Regions from separate parts of the Sus scrofa genome. Here all the other regions are linked to region 1. A link is a contact called in public HiChIP or PLAC-seq data. All regions are on one chromosome and are shown on one strand. Each heading gives the region's core, a stretch centred on a gene start, on an enhancer-like site or on the middle of the called end of the contact. The rest is flanking DNA. Distances are from core to core; before and after follow the strand shown.

Region 1 (3,153 bases), core at 394-2,893:
TTGCAGATTTTCCCAAGATCAAGCCTTATGCTAGTGAGTACCACTTCCTAGTTTGTAAAGAATTTTCAAGAAAGCAGGTTACACTTAAAATGATATCAGTGAATAAATGTATTGCACTCCTCATATACAGAACACCTAAGCTTCAGGTGAGTAGAGCACATACTGTCTAGGAAGTGCTATCACCTTCAGTATCTCATTTGATCTGCACCCAACACTCCTTGATTCTGTGCATACTTTAAAACGTACAATAGGGTATACTGCTTATTAGTATTGGTTGGCCTCTCTTATCCTCGATTTCCTTTAGAGAAGGAATTATATCTATCTTAAAGGATTATTTCATGGATTTTATATAAAGTAGGAAAAGTGCCCAGCATGACACAAGATATACAACGGTTAGGAATTGCTATTTTATAATTATTTTGATCCTCATTTTACAGAAGAGAAAACTCAGATTAAAACATGAGTGGAGTTCCCCTGTGGCTCAGGGGATTAAGGACCCAACATTGTCACTGCAGTGGCTCTGGTTGCTGCTATGGCACAGGTCCAATCCCTGTCTCAGGAACTTATGAATACCACTAGTTGGAGTGGGGGGCATGGATAGCAAAAGTAGCCTATTTAGTTAAGTGCTGAAGTTGGGGCTTGATCCCCATTCTGTTCCCATCCCAAAGCTTCTCTTGGTTACCCCTCACCTACAATTTTATGTGAATCTCAAAACTTTTCACTCTCCCACACCACAAATCCAATAATGGCAAAAACCTGAAAAATCCCATTGATTTAAATGTGCCTCCATCATTCTGTAGATGTGTTTTAGATGATGCTGTCCATATGGGCACAGCACATAAACTTCTCAGTAGGAAAATCAGATAAAATCAAAATGATTTATTGTATATATCTATCCAATAAAAGTAACATTAAAACGAATACAAGTGGGAATGGAAATTATAAAGATCACTAGATGATATGAAAAGTGAGATCTTGCAGTGTATAAAAGAGGCAGTAGCTGAAGGTCATCAGTTTAATGAGAAGATAAAATTTGAAAGTGGACCTGTGATTTTTATTTCTATAAAGAATACCTCATTGTGTGACAAGTGCATATTAGCAGATATGTCTTCCTAAATTATGACACTAATACAGTGTGTTGTTTGTTTTTTATTTAAATTACCCGAAGAGCACCTTTATCTCCCTCGAATAGAGCTAGCTTTAATTGTCAATAGAAGATTAGAAAAAAGTAGACATTTCACTGATTCCTTAGGCAAAAGCTTTGTTTTCATCATAATCCAAAGAATAAGAAGGTTCTGTCTTTTTAAAGAGAAAGGAGAAGTATGACATATTTCAGTCCTGAGCAAGCAAATGAGGAAGGAAAGCCAATTCCTTTTCTTTTCTTTCAGAGGGGTTTTCTCTTAATATAGCACACACTAATTTAGAGTTCCATCTCTCGTTTTCAGTTCATCAGTGATCTAGATCTTAAATAGCTGCTTCTAATATATTCAGAGACATATGTATACTGAACATACACTATGTTGTTGTGAGAATAAATGTCTTGAACGTAAAGCAGTTAAGGGTTACTAAGTTTCATATCTTCCTGTGATTTGGATGCAGCTTTGCAGCAGAGACCTTGTCACATGTGTGTCAGCCACCAGACAGAGACGATAACAAGGCTGGACCTCCAAAGGGAAGTTAAGAATTGTACAAGAGACAGCAAGACCAGTGAGAGTATGAGATAATGTTTGAGAATCTCACTGTTTTAGGAAAATGGCTTGAAAATATGTATATTTAGAGACCAACATATTTGTTGAAAGATTAGCCTTGCTCTTTTAAAAGTAATGAGTGGAAATATTCAAAATGTATTTTTTAAGTGCCCAGGTATCTTGCCAGAAATTCACCACTGCTCCTAAAAGTGAGAAGGGGAAGAAGTCACAGCACTTAGTTTTGAAGCTTGCAGGTTTCTTTCAAGTAATAAAAATATTTTAGATGAAATAATCAACTTGACTAATACCAATAAGTCATTTTGCTAAGCCCCAAAAGGGCAAAGGCCTTGCTTGGTACATAACTCATCAGAGAGTAGAAGTCATTTCTTTTTTTTTTTTTTTTTTGTTTTTATTCTCATCACTTTTTTTAAATCTTTTTTTTTTTTTTAGTAAGAATCCTGACAATCCACTTTCTTAGGAAATTTCAAGTATATAATACAATATTTTAAATTGTAGTCACAATACTGTGTGTTGAAAGGTGCTTCTTGTGAGGCAAGCTGTAGGAAACTGATCAGCCCAGTTCTCTGGGCAGCCAACAGGAAAACTGATTTGTTGTCTTAGGGCATGGAGTAGGGAATAGAAAAGTTTTAGTTTGATAGCATCCAATTAAGCAGGTCTGCCCTGTAGACTGTGTGTGTGAATCTTGCTAAAATGTACTACAGAAACATACCTAATTTGCCTACCAGTTTTTAAAGTTACAACTTGCTACTTTAGTAATATATTTTCTCAAATAATTTTCTCAACTCCTCTTTTATACTCTTTTATTCCATGTCATGGAAGTTGATGTCCTTTTTTTTTTTTTTTTTAACTGCCTATCTCCACTTGCTACACTCAAGAAGTAGTTCTCAAACTTTAGCCAGCAATAGAATCCTTTTGAGGGCTTAGTGAAATGGATTGCTGGCCCCACCCAGGGTTTCTGGTTTAGTCTAAGGTGGGGCCTGAGTATTTACATTTCTATTAAGTTCCCAGATGATGCTGGTGCTGTTGGTCTAGCTATCAAGCTCACAAATACCTCCCGGGCATCCCTTTTAACACACTGTCTTCCTCTTCTCTTCCATAATTCAAGAGTTTTCAGTTTGACTACTTCGAGCCCACTACCATCCTGCCTTATATCAGCCCCAGCATTTTCTGGCCAGGGTCAACAAAGCACCAACCATCATATGATTGCATTTTGAGTGAAGGATTCCAGATTCTATGCTTCTTATCTGTCCATGTTTCTAATATTTTCTTCTCTTCGTATACTTACAGTATTTTCTTTCTCATATTTCCAAATTCATTATCAGAAATAGCTGGATAAATAGGAAGAATGAATTGTTTTTCTCATTTATTTTTCTGCAATCCAGCTAAATGTTGATTAATATATTTTTAAAATCATCTTTATTGAAAAGATTATCAAGAACAGTAA
Region 2 (3,153 bases), core at 380-2,879, 500 kb before region 1:
GGTGGCCTTGGTTGGGTCTATTACTACTGTTTTCAAAACCAACAGTAAGCATAGCAAGAGAGATGCCGAACTGTGTTATAAAGGGGCGTCTGCAGAGAATTTCCTCTGCTGCCCTTCCTCCTGCCTCTTCACCCAGTGAGTACCTCATGCATGTCTGACACGCAGTGTTTGTAAGCTGTGATTATGGAGAAGAGATGTGTAGTGGTGTGAATCTGAAAGGGCTTACTAGTCACGAGAAGTGCTGCTGGAGAGTCAGGGATGAGGGCTGGGAGAACATTCTGGTCAGAAAAAAAAATATATGTGTGTGTGTGTGTGTGTGTGTGTGTGTGTGTGTGTGTGTGTGTGTGTGTATACACATATATATATGTGCAAGTCCAGGGTCATATAATCTCTGCCTAACTTTCCTGTGCTCACTGACTCCCACCTCATCCAGGCATTTTGAGGGGGGATTTCCACACAGGTCCTTGAGAATAAGATTTCCCAGCTAAAAATAGCTTATTGGTCCCCTAACTGCTAAGGAAACCTCTTCTTCTTGCTTCCTTCCCTTCCTCTCATTCTCCTAACTTTTTCACTTCTAACCTTTGCCCCATTCCTTTGTGTCCTGTTTCCCCTTTCCTTTGCCCTAAGTTCCCCATGCCATCCTTATCCTCACAGACTAAGGGGACAGGGCATGGGGGGGTCATCGAGGTTTTCCATACACCCAAGTGCTTTGGAGTTGGTCTTCTGTATGGCTCTCCTGACTCCCTCTCTTCTCTGTGCCTGGCATAACAGAAGCTCTGAGAGTCAACGTGGTTGCAACATGACATAAGTGTGAGTCAAAAATGTTCATTTTCCACCTTCGTATTTTGCCTCTGCAAAATGTAAACCTTTCCTCGTTCACCTCACCACCACCCCCTAAAAATCTGCATCAAGCTCACGTGCATCTTCAACTCTCTCCTCTTTAACTGCCCCAAATGGAACTTTCCACAGTGTTTTGGCTTCCCTGAAGGTCTGAGGATCTAGTGCATGGCTTTAGTTTTATAATAAAAGGGTGATAAAATGTCTTTTTTTTTTTTTTTTCACCTTCTCCGCCAGCTTGTTCAGATTTGGCTCTCTTATCTTCCCTTGTATCTTAGTAAGATTTCCCTCCAGACATTTCTTTAAATGACTTGACAATAACCCTGCTATCTTCTAAGAACCTAACATCACTTTGGCTGCTTTAGAAAAAATGTGTCTGTTTTTCCATCTCATTAAGAAGCATCTTGCAATCTCTCTGAAAACACAAGAAAGGGATACACAGAGGGCCTCCCAGAATATGAAAGTCCCATTGAAATTAAATACAGCCCATTAGTGTTTTTTAATGACATCAAAGTGTTATCCATGCATTTAAAATATGTTCCATTTTGTTTGGGATATGGGTAGGGTATGATGTAAAAGCAAACATATTTGCTTCTTGGTTTATCATAGGAATCAGAAAAGAAGAGGAGAAAAGGGAAGAAAGGATGGCTCTGATTCTTTTAATCTCAGGTTATTTCTGAAATGACAAAATGATCTTTCAACATTCTCAGGACTCTCTTCCTGTTGCGACTGTTTCGCTGCTCTCAGGGGTGACTTGCCCAGGAAAGCATCCCTTTCGGTCTCTGTGGCTACCAAGCTGAGGCAGACATGGCCACAAGGTGTCACTATTGCTAAAATAGATCTCCACCTACAGATTCTGAAGTGATTATCCATCTATAATGTAGCTTTCCTTTTGTTCTAAGTAGGGTCTTTGGGAGAGGCACTTTTTGATCGGCAGTTATTAGTTGCCTCCTTCACTTCAAACACATTGTGACCCTGAGTGAGGCTCGGGTTTCTAATCTGGAAATTGGATAGAAGAAAACAATTCCTGTTTTTTAGAAAAGTTGTCAGCTTTAAAGTAGAAAACCTTGTATAGGTGAGTTTCACAGGCAGCACTGAGTAAGCTCTCAACAAAGGTTAGCTCCCTTAACTCAGAAGTGAGGGATTTGCTTGGCTGGTAGGAGTGGGCGAGAGGCTGGTACGTTTTGAGGCTGCCTTCCTTCCTACCGTCCTTCCTTTCTTTCAATTTTAAAGCTGCAAAACACCATCTGGTACAGAGTTCTGGCTATTGTTAACAGCCATGCCATTTAAAAATCATTTGAGAAAAGCTAAATACTATAGCTTCCTCTGACAGAGTCAAAATAGTAAAGTCATATTAAAGTATCTAAGGGGTCCTGTTATAAAGAAACCTGTCTAATTGGTCTCTTTTGTTGAACCCAAAGTTCCCTAAATTTCTTTGAGACAAGAATTTTTTTTATTATCATCCGGACTCGGAAACTTTAGTCTGGATTAAGTTCTTAGTTTGTACAGATGAGAAAAGAGAAACCCAGAGAGTAAGGTTTGGTTCACAAAACACATCTTGGAAGGGGCAGAGATGGTCTGGAAGCCCTGCTGTGTTAGAGTGGTTTTTACCAGCTCACAAGAACCAGTTGTGCTCATTTCTTTCCAATCTTGTGTTTAGTGATAACCAGGTTAGCTTGCCTGACATGCAGCAAGCCAGAGGCTGAGAGGCACGGGTTTACAGCCAAGGACGAGTTGATTCACAAGTCAGCCGAGCAAGGAGATGAGAGAACAAATACCAGAACTGCCTCCCTGAAGGTCAAGGGGTTGGGATATTAATGGGATGAGCAGGACGGTCTTAGGAGTAGGGAAGGTGACTGGAGGCAGGGAAGGGGAGGAAACAGCTGTCCTGCACAGGTGCTCTGGGCCTTGTGCATTCAACATGGAGGTGCTTAGCATGACCCAAGGGTGGGGTTCCCAGCCCTCACATCGAAAGGCCATTCATTGGACATCAGGCCCAGTTTTAGGGCCTGTTTTAGGCTCAGGGGTCTCAACCAGTCCCCAGACAGCCTGCACAGGGCAGGAGTTAACTCCAAGTTCCTATGAAACAACTGGGCTGTGTGAAGCTAGGAAGATGTGCAATTAAATAGAGGAAAGAAAGAAAGAAAAAACTAAAGTGAACTTAATCAATGAAGGCAGTTTACAAGCAGAGGCATTTACAAGCAAAGGGGGATTGCCTTATTTGTTATTCTGTAAGTCAAGTTCAAGAATTTCTATTAGTTATCACTTCTGTTAACTCTATGGAGCATGGTTTCAAGGTTAAAAGCTTGAAATCAG
Region 3 (3,153 bases), core at 451-2,950, 380 kb after region 1:
TGTGCCTAGAAAATGAAATTTATAAATGTACTGAGATTGTCATATTTTTCATATACACCAGTCACAATAAATGAGATAGTACTTTGCAGAGAAAATAGAAGCCACCAGATGGAAACGCCATCATTCTAAAACAAAACACACCTCCTTTATTCTTCCATCCTGGTCTGCATTTCTCTAGTTATCATAGAGGGGCCTAAGCTCTTTACCTCTGCTTTCGCATCTACCCTCTGTTACCTATTCAAGAATTTTACACCATCTGTTACCCTTTTCTTCTTTTCTGTACCTTCAGTCTTTCCTATCAATGAATTGTGTTCCACCAGCTTTAAAATGTACTTGTGTCTGATATCCAAAATAATGATAATAATAATTCCTCAGTCAAACCCATACCCTCTACCTCTTCACTTCTAGCAAACTATAATCTTATATCCATCTCTCACCTCACAGTCAAGCTTTTTAATTTCTAAATTTTTCATACCTCCTATTCAGTCCTTAACTCACTCCAATCTGGTATGTACCCCTATCACTCTATTAAAAGAGCTCTCTGTAAAATCACCAGTGACCTCCAGGCTACTAAACATGGACTTTTTTCAGTATTCATTGTCATGTCTCAACAGTAGTCAACACTATTGACCAATGCCTCCTTCCTGAAACACTCACTACTCTTGGCTTCCCCCACTTCTCTAGACTTTTCTCTGTTTCTTCTGCAGCTCATCCTCCTATTCTTGGCCATTAAATATCTAGCTCAGTTTTTGACCCTCTTCTCACTCCTTAATCTCTTCCCAAGCAATTCTTTATAGCTATGTTTTCAATTACCACCTATATGCAAATGATTGACAAACCCTAAGACAGTACTTTTCCTCTGAGTTCCAGGAATACAGTTGAAAAACATATATTTCTTCATTTTTTAGAGACATCTAAGGTATCTCAGCTCTGTTTAACCAAAACCTAACTCACGATTCTTCCTTCCAAATTTATCCTCTCTGTGGCCTCTTTCAGTCTTATAAATGGTCCCAACACCAATCTTACTGTACAAATCAAATGCTAAAGATCATCCTTGATGTTTCCCTCTCCTTCACCATGTACATTTAATCCATCTCCAGGCTCTGTTGCTTCTACTTCCTACCTCTTAAATCCATTTTTGCTCCATCTCCACCACCATATCAAACCAGGTCAACATTACCTCTAGTCTACGTTACAGCAATAATGCCTTATTACTTTCAATAGTCTTAAGAGATTTATTTATCTTTACTCAATCTATGTACCATTTTTTTTAGTAAATTCAATAACTCGGACTTCTATGCAACTTTGGATAGGAGTGGTGAGAGAGGACATCTTTGCCTTGTTCTTGATCTCAAGGAAATCGTATCCAGTTTCTTACCATTAAGTCGTATTAGTTCTTGGTTTTTTGTAGATGTTCCTTAACAAGCAGAGAGACTTCTCTACTACACCTAGTTTTCTGAGAGTGTTTATCATAAATAGAAGTTGGATTTTGCCAAATGCCTTTACTCAATTGATATGGTCATATAAAATTTTTTTTTATCTGCCCACTGGGCAGATTTCTCTTTACTATTTTTTGTCAAGGTTACTGTTGAGTGTTGCTCTAGTGTGGTAATAGTTCATTTTTAGTTAGTGCCAATATATTGAGCTGACTCATCTGTGAACCAAACCTTATCTTCTACTTTTTCTCTCAGTTGGTCATGAAAAATCCCCATGACATCATAAGTATAATTTGAGGGAGAGGCAATAGTGCAACTGAGAGAGATGATGTGGAATTCTGGGCCTGTTTCTGAGACTGATGGGCCATTTCTTCGATTACTCGTGAGACCTCTGGACCTGCTGAGATATGACCTAAAGGTACCATTCTAGCATTTGAAAGAGTGCTGTTGCCCAGCTTAACCTCATGGTTCATTGACTCCGATAACACATAGCTTGGGTTGTAAAACTGAGTCATTTGACATCACGTGGTCAGAAGTCTCTAGGGGAGTTCCCATCGTGGAGCAGTGGTTAACGAATCCGACTAGGAACCATGAGGTTGCGGGTTCGATCCCTGCCCTTGCTCAGTGGGTTAACGATCCTGCGTTGCCGTGAGCTGTAGTGTAGGCTGCAGACTCGGCTTGGATCCTGCGTTATTGTGGGTCTGGTGTAGGCCGGTGGCTACAGCTCCGATTGGACCCCTAGCCTGGGAACCTCCATGTGCCGAGGGAGCGGCCCAAGAAATAGCAAAAAGACAAAAAAAAAAAAAAAAAAAAAAAGAAGTCTCTAGGGCTTCTTTTCAGAAATCAAAAGCCCTGCTGTTATAAGAATCCTGGGGAACATATAATGTGCCTCTCCTTTTAGGCCTTTTGAGGGACCCCATGGAACATTTTTACCCACAATGGACACTGCTAGCATTATGAGATCTGCAGGATTGTGCGGCCTTACACCATGGTTTGGATCTTCTGCAGAGCTCTTTCTTCCTCTAGACTCTGCAGACCAAGAGATCCCTAAAATTTTCATCAGTGTGACAGACCCCTGATTTTGCAGTGTATCTTCACCTTCTGGCATATGTTTTTCTTACTAAGAAGTCCAAATTATTTCCTGTACACTAAGTCCATTTGGCATGATGTTATCAACATAGTTAGTAAGTATGAATCAAGCTGCTGTGAACATTCTTATACATGTCTTTTTGTAGACACTTGCATTTTTCTTCCTTGAATAGACCAGAATGTTCAGCTTAAGTAGACAAAGTTTTCCAAGATGGAGATATATATATATATATATATATATCTCCATCTCCTCACAATCAGTGTATAAGAGTTCCATTTACTTGATCTCAATATATATGTATGGTCTAATTTATCAAAAATTTCCTTTATCATTAGCACTTTTCATATCCTGCTTAAGAAATTTTGCCTATCTTCATAGTCTCCTGTGTTTTTTTCTCGTCTTTTTTTTCTTTATTTTAAATATTTATAGTTTTGAGAAACATTGCTGAATTTCTCTCATTTACATTTCTACAGTATATGGGTTAGCTTGTTTTCCCACACCTTCCCCAACACCAGGTATTAAATTTTTTCAATTTGGCAACAGATATGAAAAAAGTGATATTTTATACTATTTTGATACATTTAATTATGAGTGAAGTTGAATATATTGCTTATCAATATTTTTTCC
Region 4 (3,153 bases), core at 279-2,778, 310 kb after region 1:
GATCATATCATATAAATATCACCACTATAAAAGCTCCATGAGCTACATGTTATCATTCCTATTTTCTTTAAAATAAATACTGAAAAAAATTAGGTAACTTGCTCAAAGTCACACAGCTACTACAGGATGGAGCAGGACCCAAACCCATCTTCAGGTACGAACCCATACTCAACAAATATGAGGGGCTTCTAAATGTTACTACCTACTTACTTAAATCTTTTATTATTCACAGACTTCTTAATTTTATTTTTTTTCATGATATTAACAGTAGAATTTGACAGAAGTAAAATAATCATATAGGATTCTTGTATTCTTCACCAGAGATCTACAATGTGTAACCTATTCGGATATCTCTCAATTCTGAACTAGGAAATAAGAATTTAATTTGGAGCTTGCAGGCTTTTTTTTTAATCAACAATAAAAAAACCTCGTAAATGAACCTTTCACTAAATGATTATCCTCCACATTTTCCTAAGTTCTCAAAACCACATTGACTTAAAACTCTAAATTACACTTCTCTCATATAAATATAATAAAGAATAGCCAATTGTAGTAAAAAGAGTTGAAATAAAGGTATCTAAAGTCAAACCATAATCAAAAAGCACATAAAAGTACATTTCTGCCACTTCTTACATGAAAGAAGCTGACACATTATTAGGAAGTCTCTAACTTTTATGAAATGAGATAGAAAAGAGCCAAAGGTTTTATTCATGAATTAGGATTCTGGCGAAAAATAAAAGATCATTATTTTAACATGACATGGATTTTTTTTAAAGTATTATTTCGCATATACTAACTTACTGATGAATCCCCTAACAAAACTGTGAGACAAGATGAACAAAAATAATTATCATTCTCACTTTCACATCCGGAAATTAAAGCTACTAGGTTTAGGGACTTGCTCAAAGTCATAAAACTACCAATTCTATGTTCAAATTATCCTCTTTTTTCACTCTTTTCAGCCATCTCTATTACACAGACCTCACTTCCCTACCCAGGCCACCTGCTCACAGCCTACAGGCAGCCTGGACAAAAGAAACTCTGCAGGATAGACAGGGCTGTCACTGTAAAGTTGGCAAAAGGGAGAAGCGGGGGCGGGGGGGGGAGAGGCAAAAATAGCCTCTGACTCCCACATTGACCTTGTCTAAAGAAATGTTTCTGGGTCACCGGGACCCGCCTGATCAGGGCTCCAAATACGGCCGCTCGTCTGAGCTTTCCAGAGTGTGCCCAGGCTTTCTAATGCCTCTGCCACCTGCCACCACCTATAACTTAGGTCTCTGCCTGCCGCGGCCCAGGGACACAACATCCCGGTTCCTCTCCCAACGGAGAAAGAGGCCTTTGCTTCAGCCCCTTCGACTTACCTGTCGGGTCATTAGAGATTTGATTTTTTGCATGTCGGAACCGCGAGGGTATACCCTGCCGCAGAGAATTAACAAATCACTCAGCACCACCATACAGCTGGCCCCGACACAAGGAAGCCATAGTGAGTGGTCACGTGGAGCTGCCAACTCCGGGTCTCCTTCCTTTCCTCGAGCATGCTGGGAACTGCAGTCTTCCGGCCCCCGCCGGTACCTGCAATGGAGGTGAGAGGAAGGCCCAGGTACTACATTTCCCGGCACGCAAAACAGCTGACTCCGAGGTTAAACCAACAAATCTTGTTCCTCTGAGTGACGGCGATGGTCGCCGGTCTTTAAAGAGGTACTTGGCCTGAGGTAGCTCTTCCTCGGCGAGGCGAAAACCTACTGGGTGACCAAGTATTGAGCGACAGGAACAAACACTGAGAAGACGGTATTATAAACCAAACTGACGCGATTCCCCCTAGGAGTGAAATGGAGGAAACCCTACCTGGTCTAGAGGGGCGGGGTCGGAGGACGAGAGGCTGACGCGAAGGGACGGGGAAGCTAGGGAAAGCACGCTCCAAGAAGTGACCTGAGAACTTAGCACTCCCCAGGTAGCGCTGGATCCGGCCTGAGGAAAAGTGTGGTCCACGTTGTCCAGTAGGCCGCTGTCCAGAGTTAGGACTGTTCTTCCTCAGTCCTAGTGTTGGCATCCACTGCAGAACACCAAAACCACAGGCTTTAACACCCACCTATCAGTTTGCCACCTGTGTCATCTAAGGAAAGGCAAGATGGAAAATATAACAATAATAACCAGTATAAATGTCACTTGAGCATCCTCTTTTCAACTTTCAGCAATTTATTTAAAGTGAGGAAAGGAATAGGGGAGTCGTTTGGAGTTCAATTTAAAAACCAACTTTCTAATTATGAGAATACCAGAAAAAAAGCTACTGAGAGCTAACAGTAATAGCTAACATTTGTTGAGAGCTTACATGACAAAAACTCTAATAGTTTTACATATGGTATCTCATTTATCCACACATCCTTCTTCTGGGTATGGTACTATTTTACCCATTTTCAAAATGAGGAAACTAAAGTATGGAGTAACTAAGCAACTTGCCTAAGATTACTGCAGATGTGCAAGCAGAAACAGGACTGATTATCCAGATGTTTTAAGTAAGGGTTTCATGTATGGTGTTGAAGAGTGGGTCCTAAAGTGTGATACTAATGATTTTTTAAATTTTGCATCTGTTTTCATTAATGTTTATTAGGAAAAAAATAAGACACAGACCTGTGGTTTGAAAAATATGTCTTAGGACAACTAAAGAAATGCTAAAAGTGTGCCTAACTAATGAAAAATATTAGATAAACAGTAGTATGGGTGGTGGTCAGATATGGCAAAAATAATAAAAGTGGTTTGCAAGTGACTGTAGTTTGGGGACACTAAAATAGAGGTTATTTACAACTCTGAAATTCTATTTGATCGCTCAGAATCTTATTTTTACAAATGAGGTTGTATTATTTGACTTAGGTTTTGTAAGAATAAGTGAGAGGATGTAGGTAAGTACAATTTATAAATTTTAAAGCACCTTACAACTATGAAGTATTATAGTCTTAATTCCACCCCCATTGCTCCAACAGAACCACCCTATGCATAATTCTGTCGTTGTGCTTGGCAATTCCATTTGAAAACATATGTTCACCTATATGCTTTTCTGACTGCCATTTCTAACTCTATCAAGAAATTCCAGTGTCTTTTGCGCAAGCTTAGTTTAGTTCATTATTTACCTGCTCTAATTTTAATGGCCAGACAGTT

Evidence for each region. HiChIP or PLAC-seq counts read pairs in DNA pulled down with a chosen protein or histone mark.
Region 2: an H3K27ac HiChIP or PLAC-seq map of alveolar macrophages shows a contact between it and region 1. The contact joins two enhancer-like sites. A contact is called at or near these places in 1 of 47 Hi-C or Micro-C datasets (embryonic fibroblasts) and 1 of 2 datasets of contacts at active chromatin or transcription factors (alveolar macrophages).
Region 3: an H3K27ac HiChIP or PLAC-seq map of alveolar macrophages shows a contact between it and region 1. The contact joins two enhancer-like sites. A contact is called at or near these places in 1 of 5 promoter capture datasets (liver), 8 of 47 Hi-C or Micro-C datasets (embryonic fibroblasts, heart right ventricle, liver and 4 more) and 1 of 2 datasets of contacts at active chromatin or transcription factors (alveolar macrophages).
Region 4: an H3K27ac HiChIP or PLAC-seq map of alveolar macrophages shows a contact between it and region 1. The contact joins the promoter of HEPACAM2 here to the enhancer-like site in region 1. A contact is called at or near these places in 1 of 5 promoter capture datasets (liver), 14 of 47 Hi-C or Micro-C datasets (alveolar macrophages, embryonic fibroblasts, epiblast stem cells and 9 more) and 2 of 2 datasets of contacts at active chromatin or transcription factors (alveolar macrophages and skeletal muscle).

The regions. Positions count from the first base shown.
Region 1 is chr9:73,385,426-73,388,578 of Sscrofa11.1, reverse strand. All of the region lies in intron 1 of CALCR (calcitonin receptor), which reads left to right. Among named protein-coding and RNA genes, the nearest start is that of CALCR, 16 kb to the left of the region's middle. Within about 2 kb of position 1,643, at least 2 of the 83 cell types and tissues checked have an H3K27ac peak or open chromatin away from gene starts, as enhancers often do. A contact at or near this core is called in alveolar macrophages, where this site is marked.
Region 2 is chr9:73,883,802-73,886,954 of Sscrofa11.1, reverse strand. All of the region lies in intron 3 of LOC102163402 (a long non-coding RNA gene), which reads right to left. Among named protein-coding and RNA genes, the nearest start is that of BET1, 93 kb to the right of the region's middle. Within about 2 kb of position 1,629, at least 16 of the 83 cell types and tissues checked have an H3K27ac peak or open chromatin away from gene starts, as enhancers often do. A contact at or near this core is called in alveolar macrophages, where this site is marked.
Region 3 is chr9:73,005,643-73,008,795 of Sscrofa11.1, reverse strand. No RefSeq gene overlaps it. Among named protein-coding and RNA genes, the nearest start is that of HEPACAM2, 68 kb to the left of the region's middle. Within about 2 kb of position 1,700, at least 3 of the 83 cell types and tissues checked have an H3K27ac peak or open chromatin away from gene starts, as enhancers often do. A contact at or near this core is called in alveolar macrophages, where this site is marked.
Region 4 is chr9:73,073,247-73,076,399 of Sscrofa11.1, reverse strand. It overlaps HEPACAM2 (HEPACAM family member 2), which reads left to right and starts at 1,528. Exons shown (of 10, transcript XM_021102395.1): 1 at 1,528-1,583. It overlaps VPS50 (syndetin), which reads right to left and starts at 1,522. Exons shown (of 28, transcript XM_021102384.1): 1 at 1,362-1,522. The coding sequence starts at 1,454.